2 separate regions of the Nothobranchius furzeri genome follow, and region 2 is linked to region 1. The links are chromatin contacts, called in public Micro-C maps. All regions are on one chromosome and are shown on one strand. The core of a region is the stretch at or near the end of the contact, and the rest is flanking DNA. Distances in the headings are between cores, read along the strand shown.

The links. A called contact is a pair of places that touch in the nucleus more often than the background predicts.
Region 2: a Micro-C map of tail fin shows a contact between it and region 1, with 2.1 times the contacts expected there. The contact joins two enhancer-like sites. A contact is called at or near these places in 2 of 2 Hi-C or Micro-C datasets (skeletal muscle and tail fin).

The regions. Positions count from the first base shown.
Region 1 is chr10:38,475,014-38,477,713 of NfurGRZ-RIMD1, reverse strand. It overlaps ppil2 (peptidylprolyl isomerase (cyclophilin)-like 2), which reads right to left. Exons shown (of 20, transcript XM_015960273.3): 14 at 1,513-1,546. Among protein-coding and RNA genes, the nearest start is that of ppil2, 13 kb to the right of the region's middle. Within about 2 kb of position 1,448, at least 1 of the 3 cell types and tissues checked has an H3K27ac peak or open chromatin away from gene starts, as enhancers often do. A contact at or near this core is called in tail fin, where this site is marked.
Region 2 is chr10:38,517,072-38,519,771 of NfurGRZ-RIMD1, reverse strand. ypel1 (yippee-like 1) reads left to right here. Exons shown (of 5, transcript XM_054731067.2): 3 at 1,462-1,505; 4 at 1,720-1,828. Among protein-coding and RNA genes, the nearest start is that of ypel1, 20 kb to the left of the region's middle. Within about 2 kb of position 1,446, at least 1 of the 3 cell types and tissues checked has an H3K27ac peak or open chromatin away from gene starts, as enhancers often do. A contact at or near this core is called in tail fin, where this site is marked.

The DNA.
Region 1 (2,700 bases), core at 199-2,698:
CCCGCCAAAATACTAGCTGAGGCGGCTCCAATGGACCGCCAATTTGGCTTTTGGCAAATGACGGTCTAGATTCTACGATAGAATGTTCTTGCTGATTAACTGAAGCCAACAGACTCCCAGGTGAAATTCTGGCTTCATCAGATCCTAAAGCTTCAGGTCAAGAAATGATTGAACACAAAACCTCTGAAATAAATCTCAACGACAGGAACAGGCGTGTGCTGCAGGGCAACATAAATCAGCCAGTTGTGGGAACGTTAGTCCTCCTGGAGAGCCGGTTACAGGTCTGTTATCCACCTGTGTGCACACAATGTTCCACACAGGTGATGAGGGGAATTTTACCCTCAGGCCAGAAATTCCGCACCTTCATGAACCTGATGCAGCAAAGCGTTCCGAATTCCACAAAGATCACTTTGTGCTCCAAACTCTCCCAGCAGCACGGACATGTAGACGGGAAACTGACTGTATGTGGCCTGGAGCCGGATTACACGCCGCTGCTGTTTGAAAACAGGAAAACGTGGAGTGCGGTGCCTTGGTCTGCCTGAGTGTTTGTGACTTCCGGGTCAGGGGGTTTAAGATTTTTGGCGTCTGCCTGATCAATCCCGGTGGCTGCCTGGTGGGATCTGGGTCCCTGGGCTCTGCTGGGTCCCCGGCGGGAGTGGTCGCCCCTGGGTCCCGGGCTTGGCTGGCTGAGGGGTGGGAGGCTGCGGGCGGGCCTGTGGGCTTGCCGCTGAGATCTCCCGGGACTCTGCCGGCTGCTGGTTGTGGCCCCCCGAGGCGATCCTCTGCACCTCTTGAGGGGGGCGGGGGCTTTTCTGGTTACGGTCTCCTTGGGGTCCCTGTGCTCTGGGGCAGCTCCTGGATCTCTGGGACTTGGAGCTCCCTCCGTCTCCTACACATCTTTGGGGGGCAGATCTGTGGCCCCTCACACACTCTATTAGACGCTCCTATAGAGAAACCTTACATTTACAAGCGCGTGTACACACACAGGTGCTCACATGGTGCTCTCATAAGTATGGACTTGGGCACGTTAACACATGTCTTAAGGCTGTGGTTGGCACTAAATGCACTGTGATTTATTATCGTGTGACTGTTCAGTTAAACAATGTTGATTTTACATTTCCTCATCAAGTTGACGCAGTGATAGCTTGCTCCTGTTGTATTGTTGTGTGTCCCTTTTCTGCAGGTCTAGAAGCAGAACAAGAGTTCATCATTGACTGTTTATTTTCGTTTATTATCCTGTTTGCTTCACAGCCAGACAGGGCACGGGGAAAAGAAAAAAAAACACAGGAAAACGACTCCACATGCTGAACGATTGGTTGTTCTTGCCCCCACCCCCGCTCAGCATTTCTGTCTACTCTTTTGTCCCATCAGAGTAAATTTAGTCACACTGCTGACTAGAAAATCCAGCTCTTAGCCGTGTTTACGCAACCCTTCCTAAAATAAACCATTAAAAATTCAGAGAGGAGGCGGTATGGGATTAAAAATCCAGTTTAGGTGCAGTGCTCGTCTTACCTGTGCCTGTACCGGTGGGGTCGCCTCCTTGGATCTGAAAACAGAACAATCTGAGTTCAGTCATAGTTTCATTAACGTCAGAAGCAATTAAAACAATTTATTTGATCGTATTATCGCTTCACTCTTCTGCTGATTTGTTTGCTTCATTATGACAAAAAAAACCAGCATCTGACTGATCCGAGTCATCAGTGATGAAAGGGAGGGCACCATAAACCCAGCCAAACTGGCTCCGATTGTTCACGGTCACCTTCTACCATCAGCTGCTTGATGAGAGCTCTGAGCTCCTCTGGACCCCTTTGGCCACGCGTGTTGCTCCGGCAACATTTACATCAGGTAGTTTGGAGGAAAACTATTGGATTTACTAACAGCAGAGGTAGATTTAGCCAAAACATTTAGCTTTTCAGGCTTTTAGGCTGTTCTGGCCTCCAACTTCTACAATAAAGTAAAAGGGTAACGTGTGCACAGCAGATTTGAAACATGATGCAATATTCCACTAAAATCATTAACAAGATGATTTTTGTGGTTGAAGGGTTAGGGTTAGTAGCCTACCACGGTGGTTAAATCCATACAAACCTGCATAAGAGCTTTTCTGTCTAAAGAGAATAAAACAAAGTAGTAACTGTTCCCCACTGGGTGGGAACGCCACCGCTTCGGGTCAGGAAAAATAATTATAGTTACAAAGAACTCCAGTGTCGGTGTGGAAGGTCTAAAACCTCCGTGTTTCAGAGGCAATAAAAACTTTTTCATCAGTGGAAAAATGTGCTTTTGATGGTTTTCATCTGCTTTAAGGTTCCTGAAAGCAGAAGCTGTTTAGTGTTTGGAGGTCCCGGGCTCACACGGCTGAGGGTGAAACGTCATGAAAACGCTGAAGTCATCAAACCCTAAAAATAACTTTACAAGGTTCCGTACAGTGAGGAGAACCGTGTTCCTGTGATGCTTTTAAAGGTTTTGTTCCAATACAACGATCCTGCTGAAGCTGCCTTTTATCTGGCGACGTAATCACGGGTAAACAATCGGCAGTTCACAAGAAGGGACACAGCAGACTGCACTTCTTGAGGACGCTTAGGTCCTTCAGTGTCTGTAGCAAGATGCTGCAGATCTTCTACAAGTCTGTGGTTGAGAGTGTAATCTCTTCAGCCATCGTCTGTTGGGGTAGCAGCATCAGAAGCAGGGACCTGAAAAGGCTCA
Region 2 (2,700 bases), core at 197-2,696, 42 kb before region 1:
GACCGACTCCAACCCCCCTCGGACCAAACGCCACGGAAGTCCTGTTGTCACCTCCACAGGGGCCGACCCAGTTCCCCCTCGCTGCTTAAGGTCGTGTGTGTGTGTGTGTGTGTGTGTGTGTGTGTGTGTGTGTGTGTGTGTGTGTGTGTGTGTGTGTGTGTGTGTGTGTGTGTGTGTGTGTGTGTGTGTGTGTGTGTGTGTGTGACTTAAAAAACACAAACAGAAGGCCAGAGGATGTAACAACCAAGTGACAAACACCTCCAGAACCGATCCAAATCAAAGCATGAAATTTGTCTCCAGAGCTTTAATTGGAGGAAGCTGTTGGCTAAATGTTGGTGGGAAAGCCAGCTCGTCCGATGACCCCGCGGGGCGGGGTTAAAGGTCGCTGGTCCAGCGGACTCTCCTCAGTTTACATGTTTATGAAGTCACATCGTGTGTGGCTTCAGCCTGTTTTTATCTTAATCCTAAAGAACCAAAAAATCAGCTGTTTTGTTGTAAATCTCAATCCGATGGGACCAAAAATCGTCCGAGTGGAATCGGGCGGTACGTAGCGCAGTCGGAGACTCTGGAACTCAAGAAAAGGAATTCACTTTTGGATTTGTTGGGTCTGTGAACACACCGTCAAGTTAGTACTTATGGTCATAAAACCATAAAAATGCATGGTTGCTTGGGGTTGCTATAGCATCGGCATGATTCGACCAAGCGACCCTTGACACCCCCCCCCCCCCCCCCCCCCCCCCCAGTCCGTGCCAACGGTCTCAAATGCAGGAAGATGAAATTTTCAGTTTCCTGTTAATTGGTTTTGCAGGTAAATTAGAATCGTCCTAATCGGTATCGGCCGCTCAGAGCTAGATGGGAATCTGCATCAGTATCGGCCCGTAAACCCTAAATCGCTGCATCTCAAACGTTATAAAGTGTTTTTGTGTAAAAGTTATAAATAATTTCCATGACTGGGTTTCAAATGTGATCCTGAACAGCCTCTGTTCAGAGAAATAGTTTGTCCTGATAAGGTAACGGCTAGTCGGAATCAGAACGAAACCCAACAGTGAGATTTCATAGAAAAAGGTATTTTTATATTTTGATTTGTTCTTATTAAAAATCCACGCGCATAAAGAAGCACCAGAAAGATTCTGGTCTTTCATTTGTAATCAGAACTAAACCTGCCCAGAACCCGTTTGGGCGATAAGTGCCGAGTTCGTGTTTCTGCGCTTTAAGAGCTTGTCCAACAACCCCTTGTTAATAAAGGTTATTGAAGCTGCCGTGCTGACAGGCGGCCTCTCCGGTGTGTCTTCACTCGTCCTCTGGGGGTTTTCTTATCTCCTGAAGCCTCGACAGGGTGGAAGAACGAGTCTGAGCAGCAGTTAGTGGCAGAAAAGCACCCTGGGGTGTCGTTTGCCGACGTTCCCGCCCTCCTCGGCGTTTAATGTCGACTCACTCGGGTTCTCCTCTCTTCTCTTTCAGTCGTTCCAAGGCAGCCAAGGAAGAGCCTACCTGTTTAACTCCGTGTGAGTATCACGCCTCCTCCTTTGGGAATTTGGCAAAAGAAACAAGTCAAACGGGATTTAGTTTTCCAGTTTAACCCATACGTGTTTTATTTTCATGGTCTTCTTCTTTGTTGATTGAACTTTGTTTTCTGGTTTAGGCTGCAGGTCAGACGGGATCAGTTTTGTGTTTTTATGCCTTGGCGCGAGTGGTGACGTGTTTCCCGTCTCCTTACAGGGTGAATGTGGGCTGCGGGCCAGCCGAGGAGCGGGTTCTCCTCACGGGTCTGCACGCTGTGGCTGACATCTACTGTGAAAACTGTAAAACCACGCTGGGCTGGAAATACGTAAGTCAGCCTCTCTGCTAACCTCCCTCCATTCCCTTTCTTCTCTCCTCCTCCACCCCGACGCTTTTGAGTCCCGCTGCCGTCTCGTAACCGTGTGGCTTTTCTGGTTTCCTAGGTGACAGATGATGTCACCCCGGGTCAGAGGAGCAACACGGCTCTCCGTTAAAGCTTGCCTCTTTAATTCCACGCTGATGGTTTTGTTCGGATTTGTTTTGCGGCGCTGGGACGGAGCTCTCTGTGGCATCCCAGCACACAACATAATTACAGCGCCCAGAGGCGGGCAGCAGACAGCCAGACTGGTACCGCGGAGAGTTTACGGTGATTAAATGTCACACCGTTGTGAAGAGACTTGTTCCAGTAATTGTCTGAACAGAAAAGACGAGCGAGGAGCGAAAAATAACAGAAAACAATTAGATAGTGGGGGAGCGGAGCTGGTTTATGGAGATGTTACCGTAGAGATGCAAAACCATTAGCTCTGACACACACACACACACACACACACACACACACACACACACACACACACACACACACACACACACACACACACACACACACACACACACACACACACACACACACACACACACACACACACACACACCACAACCATATGGTAAATGGTAAATGGCCTGTATTTGATATAGCGCCTTCTAGAGTCCTGGAACCCCCCAAGGCGCTTTACAACACAATCAGTCATTCACACATTCACACACTGGTGGGGATGAGCTACGATGTAGCCACAGCTGCCCTGGGGCGCACTGACAGAGGCGAGGCTGCCGAGCACTGGCGCCACCGGTCCCTCCGACCACCACCAGCAGGCAACGTGGGTTAAGTGTCTTGCCCAAGGACACAACGACAGCGACAGACTG